Linked DNA regions of Sus scrofa: region 2 is linked to region 1. The links are chromatin contacts, called in public promoter capture Hi-C maps. All regions are on one chromosome and are shown on one strand. The core of a region is the stretch at or near the end of the contact, and the rest is flanking DNA. Distances in the headings are between cores, read along the strand shown. Region 1 has its middle 260 kb from the start of MAN2B1. Region 2 holds the start of LOC102167351 (zinc finger protein 709-like).

Evidence for each region. Promoter capture Hi-C pulls out the DNA fragments that hold promoters and counts their contacts.
Region 2: a contact with region 1 is called in a promoter capture Hi-C map of fetal liver, with 4 times the contacts expected there. The contact joins the promoter of LOC102167351 here to the enhancer-like site in region 1. A contact is called at or near these places in 5 of 5 promoter capture datasets (fetal liver, fetal skeletal muscle, liver and 1 more), 10 of 47 Hi-C or Micro-C datasets (brain, embryonic fibroblasts, fetal liver and 6 more) and 2 of 2 datasets of contacts at active chromatin or transcription factors (alveolar macrophages and skeletal muscle).

The regions. Positions count from the first base shown.
Region 1 is chr2:66,582,936-66,587,548 of Sscrofa11.1, forward strand. No RefSeq gene overlaps it. Among named protein-coding and RNA genes, the nearest start is that of MAN2B1, 260 kb to the left of the region's middle. Within about 2 kb of position 2,101, at least 54 of the 83 cell types and tissues checked have an H3K27ac peak or open chromatin away from gene starts, as enhancers often do. A contact at or near this core is called in brain, fetal liver, fetal skeletal muscle and 6 more, where this site is marked.
Region 2 is chr2:66,889,242-66,893,854 of Sscrofa11.1, forward strand. LOC102167351 (zinc finger protein 709-like) reads right to left here and starts at 2,237. Exons shown (of 5, transcript XM_021083749.1): 1 at 1,322-2,237.

The DNA of each region.
Region 1 (4,613 bases), core at 851-3,350:
AGCATCCATGAGGATGCAGATTCAATCCCTGCCCTTGCTCAGAGGGTTAAAGATCCTGCATTGCCGAGGGCAGTAGCATAGGTTGCAGAGGCGGCTCAGATCTGACATTGCTGTGGCTGAGGCATAGGCCAGCGGCCACAGCTCCAATTCAACCCCTAGCCTGAGAACTTCCATATGCCATGGGTGCAGCCCAAAAAGAGAAGAAAAAAAAAGCTATCAACAAATTTCAACACCACTTGACAAGGAAAACTCTCAATAAACTGTGACAAGAAGGGAAGTTACTCAACTTGAAATAATGCATCAATAAAAACCCAGAGCTAACAATATGCTTGATGGTGAGTCTGAAGGCTTTCTCTCTAAGATCAGAAACAAGACACAGATGTCTGCTCTAATCAGTTCTATTTATCACTGTAAAGAAGGTGCTACCAGGAAAACTGGGTAAGAACATTTCAAGGGTATATACATTTAACTCCTCAGGCAGACACAAAAGCACACAGATGTTTTCACAGCACATATACGACACATGCAGACACAGACACAAAACTCTGAGAATTAATGGCTCAAACACAAGGATATTCCCAAAGATCCCAAGGCTTCTGTACTCCCCTCAGTTTAGGACTAATCACCATCAGACATGTGGTATAATTTTACTTAGATTTCTCCTTTCTTCTCTCCTAGAATGTCAGCTTTTAAGCACGCAGGGATATTTCCTTGGCTTTGTTCACCACAACACCTACCAGAAGGCCTGTCACCAAAGGAGATAGATACTAATTGAATGGCAGGGCTCACAAGGAGTCAAACAGACATACACACTCACATGGAGGTTTTACAGAAACTTCATCATAGGCCCAGAGCTTCACACAGTGAATGGTTCTTACTCCCATCCCCTATGGTAGAGGGGTGTCTTCTGGTTCCCCATCTATTCCCCAAAAAGGGTGTTTGGGCTCCTCCTAATGGGGAAGAGGCTTCACACTTCCTGACACCCTACAGTATAAAAAGCACATCTCTACAATAATTACATAAAATGGGAGACTATGGATGGCAGTGTCATTGCTGGAAAAGGCACACACACACCCTGGTTTTACACAAACTTCATCACAGGCCCACTCCACCTGATCTTAACAGAGTGAACTGTTTTCAGCTCCATCCCCTGTGACACATGGGAGTCACGGAGGCCCCCAAACCGACTCTCCTAATGGCAAAAGGACTTCAGACTTTCTGGGCTGACAGAGTACACTAGGATCTTCTCTTAAGAAAAACTTCTCAGGGAGTTCCCTTCGTGGCTCAGTGATTAACCAACGTGACTAGTATCCATGAGTATCCATCCAATCCCTGGCCTCGCTCAGCGGGTTAAGGATGTGGCGTTGCCAGAGAGCTGCACTGTAGGTTGCAGACGCGGCTAGGATCGCGCTGTTGCTGTGGCATAGGCTGGTAGCTGCAGCTCCTATTCGACTCCTAGCCTGGGAACTTCCACACGCTACAGGTGAAGCCCTGAAAAGACAGACAGACAGACAGACAGAAAGAAAGAAAGAAGGAAAGAAAGAAGGAAGGAAAGAAAGAAAGAAAGGAAGAAGAAGGAAGGAAGGAAGGAAGGAAGGAAGGAAAGAAAAGAAAAGAAAAGAAAAGAAAAAACTTCCCAGGAGCCTGAAGAGGTGTCTCGGGGTCCGCAATGACTGGAGTTGCGTTCCAGCCACTCACGTTGTTCCAATTGCTTCCAGAAACTCACCCCTCACGATATGACCCCTTCCTCACTTTGCTTTCCTACTGGAGGTTCAGTGAGGGCAACAAAGGTTTCTGCATTCTCCCTTGGCCTCCATACCCTCTGGGCTGTCTCCTCCGGACAGTATCCATCACCCCCCAGGTCTCACCGGCACACAGAGGTCCGCCCCCTCCCCCCCCGCCTCTCCCGGGCCTGGATCGCTGTCCCTACTTGATCGGGGAGCAGCGGCCTCGACACCTCAGATCCCTGGTCTCCTAGACACAAAGAGATCACTTTAGGGGCTCTGGAAAGCACTGAAAGCTGTGGCAGGAACAGGTGGGTACGTGGCTCTGCCCCTTTCCGCCTCTTCCCCTGCGAAACTGGGAGCTGGTCCTCCAACTGAGCCCCCGCCCCCTCCTGCGCCTGCGCACTTCAGGGAAGGCGAAAATCCCGTTAGGCGCCTTTCATCTGGAGACCGTACCACGTTGAATACTAGAGTTTTGTGAAGCAAAGGGGGCGCCAGCCTGAAGAGGGTCTGGCTGAGTTCGCCATTTCCCACAGACAACGGTGCTGGAGATCCGCAGAGATTTTCCTGTACCAGAAAAAGAGCAGTCACCGGGCTCAGTGCAACAGCTTTGTGGAGGCCGATCCTGGGGGGGAGGGAGCAGGACGTGTTCAGCGCATGCGCTGCCAAAAACTCTGGACTGCGCCAGGAAACTAAGGGAGGGTGATGTGGTGATAGTGGTGTCTGTTTGAGTGACAGTTACTGGAGCTAGGACAAGGCAGGGCATCTCTTTTCAACATTATTGGTAGTTTTGAAGCTATTGTAAAACTGTACTTGTTGGTAGAGGTGATGTTTGTCTGACAGCGAGGAATTGTGTGTCCGAGGGACCTGAGCCTCACAGCGTTTCTGTGTTCCGCCACTGCTTCATCTCACAGTCACTTGGGATTCCAACAGAAAATGTCTAGAGTGGGATAGTGTTGCACAAATATTTCCCAGTAAGCAGGTACAGAGTATGCTAGAGATGGGAAATGTAGAAGCTAGAAATGGTCTCAAGACCTGCTCTGGGAATTCGTAACATTGATGCTCAAGGATTAGATTAGGACGCACTCAAGTCATATCCTACTTGGGGAGATCTGAACACGCACCTTTGTGTCAGGGCACAGCATTGCCACATCTGACCCAAGAAACCTGGAGTCCACTCAAAGATAGACCCGGAGAACTCTATCACTTTCTTACCAGTTATGTGAATGACAGCGAGAGGGGGTGTAACTTTGGAGGGTGTGTCCTAAGTCAGACTTGGTACCAAGAAAAGTCCTGTTGTGATCCATGACCTTCTTTCTTTCTACTCCTTCCCTTTTCTTCCTATGAAGGACTCCAGGAGGTAGAAAGAAGTGTTACACATGTAAAATTCAAGTTTCAGGAGTGTTTAACACTCTCCTAGCATGTGAAAGCATTTACGTTGTTTTCTATTAGTTTTTAGAATGTGCACATACGATTTTGAGTGTAGCTGTGAGTTTTACAGATGTATAGTTATACTACTACCAAGTTAGAAGATACTTCATCACCCCAAAGGAACACTCTGGTGGTGCCTGGTTGTAGAGAACCCTCCCTACCCTTAACCACTGATCTGTTTTTAGTTCTTATAATTTTGCCCATTTCACAGTGTCATGTGTGGAATATCATGTTGTCTTACGAATTGTTGGAAAGTTTGATTCCACATTTGTAAAAGTACATAATTATGCATACCTGGTAGTGTTCTGAGTTTGCAATTTTTGACATCGCCCAGAAAAGCGGCACTGATTATGCCTTTGACATAGAGATTCCACTGTTTTGAGTTATGTGAACTGACATAAGACCCCATGCTTAACTTTCTTCATTTGCATTATGGGAGCAAAAATGGAGACAAGAGATCAAATGAGATACTAATAATTATAAAATCACATGTCAAACTGCTAAGAAAGCATAAATTACTGCTGGAACAAAACGGAGCAAGTTTGGACTTCCATTGCTGTTTAATTAAACAAAAACTGTCACCTTTTACCTTATCTTCCATAAAATCTGAAAGTGTGAACATGGAAACGATCTCTGAAAACAGAAAAAGTGAGCTTTGAAATTTTTGTGCATAAAGCTCCCAGTTACTCCTCTTATAACAAGGCACAGAAAATTTCCTACTTTGCCACTACATGCAGATATTACTCAAAATGATACCCTCTGTTTAGAGTCACCTAAATTATTCCTTGAACGTCCATAGATATTTTTGGTCTCCCTTCTTCTCTTCCTTTTTGGCCATCCCACAAAGCATATGAAGATCCAAGCCTCAACTGCCACCTACACCAAAGCTGCAGCAACTCCAGAGACTTTAACCTATGGTGCCTGGATCGAACCTGCATCCTGGGGCTGCAGAGACACCATCGATCCTGTTATGACACAGTGGGAACTCCTATTTTTGGTATTTCAACAGGGAAATCATATTAAACTTGTACAGATTATCACTCTATTCATAGAGAACCCTAATGAGCTACAGCTGTGCAGATGGCCAGAACCCTTCCTCAAACTTGGAGGAACATGAAGATTTCACAGGCACAAATTGGGTCCTTCAGTCTGAATAGCAACAAAATGATAATGCCAAATCAAAAAGCAATTTCAGTTCCCTTCAAACAATGTTAAACAGAAACATAAAGACCACAAAAATCCATGGCCCAAAGCAATGGGAAACACATCCCAGATCCTCCTGTCCAGGAGTTCCTGCTCTGGCATAGTGGGTTAAGGATCTGGCATTGCTGCAGCTGTGGTGTAGTTTGCAGATGCAGCTTGGCTTCGATCCCTGGACTGAGAGCTTCCATATGCCTCGGATATAGCTGAAAAAAAAAAAAAAAAGATGTTTATGTCCAAACTCCTGATCAAATAATA
Region 2 (4,613 bases), core at 987-3,486, 310 kb after region 1:
CCGCAGAAGAATCAACTAGGCTTTCAAGTACTTCCCTTGCAGGGTCAGGTTACCTTAGAGACACTGACTTCAGGTCTCTGCTTCCCAGCTAGTTGCCCTGGACCAGCATTAATACCTTAAATACACACACCCGGTATTCGAACAATCCACTAAAAATCACCAAAACCCAGTATTTGGGTATAAAAGACGAACGAAAACTGCAAGGCATTTTGTCAATTTAGCAACAACCCCCGCTCCCGCAATATCCATTCATTTCAGAAAATAAATGTCAGTTGATTATTATTTTCGTGGCAAGAAACTGGAAAACAACTGTAATCCAACACACTTCTGGATATGGAAGCATAGCTCTGATATTGCATTTGAAATCACCCAAAAGAGAAAAACAGATCTTTAACTACACTCAATCATGGGGTGAAAGAAAAAAAAAAGAAACCTAAAATTTTTAAAATGGAATGTAATTTTCCAATCTATTGATTAAATACATTTTATATTTACCTGAAAAAAGGAGACTTAAAAAAGAGAACCAAATCACAAACTCAGGGACAGGCAGGGCTACCTGGAACTGTGATGAAAAGACAAACCACCCAGCAGTTTCCAAAAAGGAATCTCTACCCAAAGGACTCAAATAGGATGGCTGTGCCCAGGAAAGATTCTGGGGGTGGGGCTTCTATACAAGGTAGTTCCAGGTGATTAGCACCTGATTTCTTCTCCTGGAAATTATGCGCAGGCAAAAAACAAAAAGCCATCCATGGCTCCGTGCAGAAATGATAAGCAAAATAGTGCCCACTTTTTTTTTTTTTTTTTGGCTTTTTAGGGCAGCAGTGCGGCATACGAAGTTCCCAGGCTAGGGGAGAACTGGAGCTGTAAATGCAGGCCTAAGAGGTAGCCACGGAGCTCCGCGTAAAGAAGTTAATAAGGAAGCTATGAATAGGAGAGGGAAGATCTGGAAACTTCAAGACATTTCTTGCCAGCCCTGGGAGAAACTGGTCTTGGCGGGGGCGGAGGGGAGGGTCGTGGATATGAGACCCTGCTCCTCAAACTTGAAAAAGCGAAGAGGGCAAACGGGTCTCCCGGGAAGAAAGAAGGGACAGGGGACCCCACAGACCACAGCTCCTCCACGCACCAACCTCGGAGACCGAGTTTCCGCTGCCCCAGTGACCTTTTGCGGTCACAGCACAACTTAGAGCAAAAACCGCCGCACCCGGACTGCTGGCCCTGGCCCCACGCTGCGCCCCGCCCCCGCCCCCGCGGACTGGGTACCCAGGTCCGCCGCGGGGAAGCCAGGGTGTGCTCATGGCCGATACTGGGTCCCACAACTCACCATGTTTCCGTTTCTCCGGTTCCAGGTCGTCCACCACCACGACTCCCAGCCGGCAAGCGCGGGTCACAATGACAGAGGAGGTGACAGACTCATCTGAGGCAGTTAAGTGGACCCAGTTTGGCTTCCGGCCGCTACAGCCAGTTGGTGGCAGCCCGCTCCACCCACACACGCACGCGCGCACAAGGAAGGTGTTCTTAACCCGCGAGTCCCCTGATTGGACAGTTCGCAAGGCCACACCCTCCCGGGCCTGTGTCACCGTAGGTTAGAGGGCGGATCTTGGAGCTGAGCTTGTGCCGGCAGCGGCAGGGAACTGGCTTTTCCACAGACCCTGCAATGAATCATAAGGCTTCACAGTTAGTTAAGGCGCTTAGAAGGTGATTCCCATCCACTATAAACATCAAACAAACCTAAAATCAAGCGCTCTGCGTAGATCTATCAAAGCATTGAGGTGACAGGGCGAACTGATCTCAGAGAGATAACAGTGAGTGATGGCTTAAAGCTATATCAGTTAAGAATCTCTGTTTAGGAATTGAATCTGGGCAGCCTGAATGAAAACCAGGAATCCTAGCTGATAGACCAGGGAGAGGCTGGGAGCAGAATTTCTCTGATTCTTGCCCTCTGTTGAAAGCAATACTTTTTCAAGGAGGCAAGGACAGAAAAAACCAGTACGAAGCCTATTGTTAAGAGTCACAGTAAGACATGGGGAAGAGCACACAGAGGAGTAATTTATTTAAGTCAGAAGCAAAGTAGTAATACACTCCTAAAAGAGGAGTGTGGGTGTGGGCCGCCTCCTGAGTTAGCACACCAGAGAGGTGATTTAAATCACTTACACAGCACAGTTCTTGTGGGTCTTTGTTGACCTTTGGCCATCATCTTGTTCTATTTCTCACACTTGACCAGACCCAGGCTCACCTCCCCAATTCTTCCCCTACCCCTCCACATGCATGCACATCTTTTGGCAAAGATGGACTCCAGAGCAAGGGGTTCTGGGATGGTTGCAGGACTTATTATGGCCTGGAGCCCCCATCCCCTTTTGACCCCTAGGAGTCTAACTGTGCATGTGTAATTGGGGAGCTCTCCTTGACCCCAGGAGTGACTGAAATGGTCATCTTATCTTTCTACTCCAGCAGAGCTCAGCTCCTGCCACTAACTTTCTCCTTGAGGTGTCAAAGAGAAACAAGGCCCAATTTACTCAGCCTGACAAGTCCCAGCTGTTCGCAGCCCAGGGGCCCAGCTACCGCCTACCTCAAAACCACTGCCTCCAAAATCTGAAAGCAAGACAGAAAAGGAGCTCTTCTGAAATATGCCCCACATACTCTATTCTGCTCGACAAGGCCTGTACTCCAAAGATTCTCGTTCACCCAAAATCTAACCACTGGGATTTTGCTACAGCCTAACTGGCCTAGTGGGAGGGAAACTGCCACCCTGGCAACTTGCTTCCTCTAGCCTTTCTGCCTCACCTAAGGTGGGGGTGGTCGTGGCTACTCAGAAACACTTGTGGGGTTGCTAGGTTATTTTCCCCTCCTGACAGTAAACCTGAAGTGTGTTTTGCCAAAGCGCTTATTCAACTCTCTAAAACCAACTGGGTGGCTGGCCTACAATTCAATTCAGTTCTCACCAAGAACTCACCAGAGTTCAGTTCAGATGCCACAGTATAACGGCTCAGTCCCACGAGACTGCCCGCATGTCAGATGCCAGCAGCAAATGGGGTGGGGGTGGGCTGGGGGCAGCCTACGCACATTTCTTTGTGGCCCACTACAAATTCGGAGGCTCCTTGAACGCATCCTCACGTTTGTTAATTCTCTAGAATGACCTGCAGAATGAAGGAAACCACTTTTCTTATTATTGCCCGGTTGTTGTAACAGATACAAGTCAGGAACAGCCAAATGGCAAAAGGGGGCCCAGGGCAAAGTGGTGGTCAGGGCTAGGGAGCCTCCAGACCTTCTCCAGGCATGACGGCCTCCCAGCACACGATGTGCTCACTAACCTCGATCTCTCTGATCCCCAAGGTTGAGAGGTTTTCACGGAGTTTCCTTACATAGGCATGACTGGTTAACTCATTGACCACTGGTGATTAACTCCATCTCCAGCCCCTTCTTTCTCCCCAGAGATTGGGAACTCGGCTGAGAGTTCTAAGTCTCTAATCAAAGCTTGGTTTCCTAGCGACCAACCCCATCCTGAAGCCATCTGGGGGCCTGGAAACAATTGGCTCATGAGAACATAAGATGCTCCTATCACCCTTATCACTCAGAAAGGCTTTATTTACTAGGATCAAAATTTTTCTTCTTATATCACAGAAGGTCACAGCCCAAGGACACAGGGCCATTAAAATATTGAGACCAAGGAGTTCCTGCTGTGTTTCAGCAGGTTACAAACCTGATTAGTATCCAAGAGGATATGGGTTCGATCCCTGGCCTCACTTAGGGGGTTAAGGATCCAGGGTTGCTGTGAGCTGTGGTGTAGGTCACAGATTTGACTTGGCTCCCAAGTTGCTGTGGCCGTGGCATATGGTAGCACCTCCAGTCCTGATTCCACCCCTAGCCTGGGAACTTCCACATGCTGCAGGTGCAGCCCTAAAAAGAAAAAGCTTACTGAGACCAAATCATGGGTGTTTAGAACATTCCTTCTCTACCCTCAACATACCAGTACATCAAGAAAATTTCTGTTTAATAACAGTGGGAAACACTGAAAGAACTGTAAGTTTCAGAATTTCTTTAAGTCTCTATAGTGTCCTCAGAGATGACATGGGAGACAAAAACGAGGAACCTGAGGATATGTTGGCCACTGACAGTTACAAGAAACAATCAATACAGCCTAACCATCAGGTAGACATAAAACCTTACACTAAAGGCCTATTTACTTCAGTTCCTTTTTACAGTACATCATGTCTCATATTCAACAAAAAATTAAAAAGACACAAATACTTTTAAAATTTTTCTTCAGGAAAGAGGATGAACAAAAGAACTTGATTTAGATGTAGCAGATATCTTACAATTATTAGTCCAGATGCTTGAAGCAACAATGATTATGCTAAAGGCCCTGATAGAACTAGTGGATATGTGCAAGAACAGTCAGGGAAGGTATGCAGAAATAGAAACTCTTAAGAAAAAAAACAAAAGAGAAATTTAAGACACGTGAAGCCTACAAAGAGAATAGCAAAGAAGTGTACGTGGGGAGAGAGGGAGTGCTTATCAATGCAGTGGTAATGTGTGAGTAAAGAACTAGTGAGCTTGAGGAAATGTCAGTAGAACCTTTTGTTTTATGCAGGTCTTGGCCTATGAATAATCAGTGT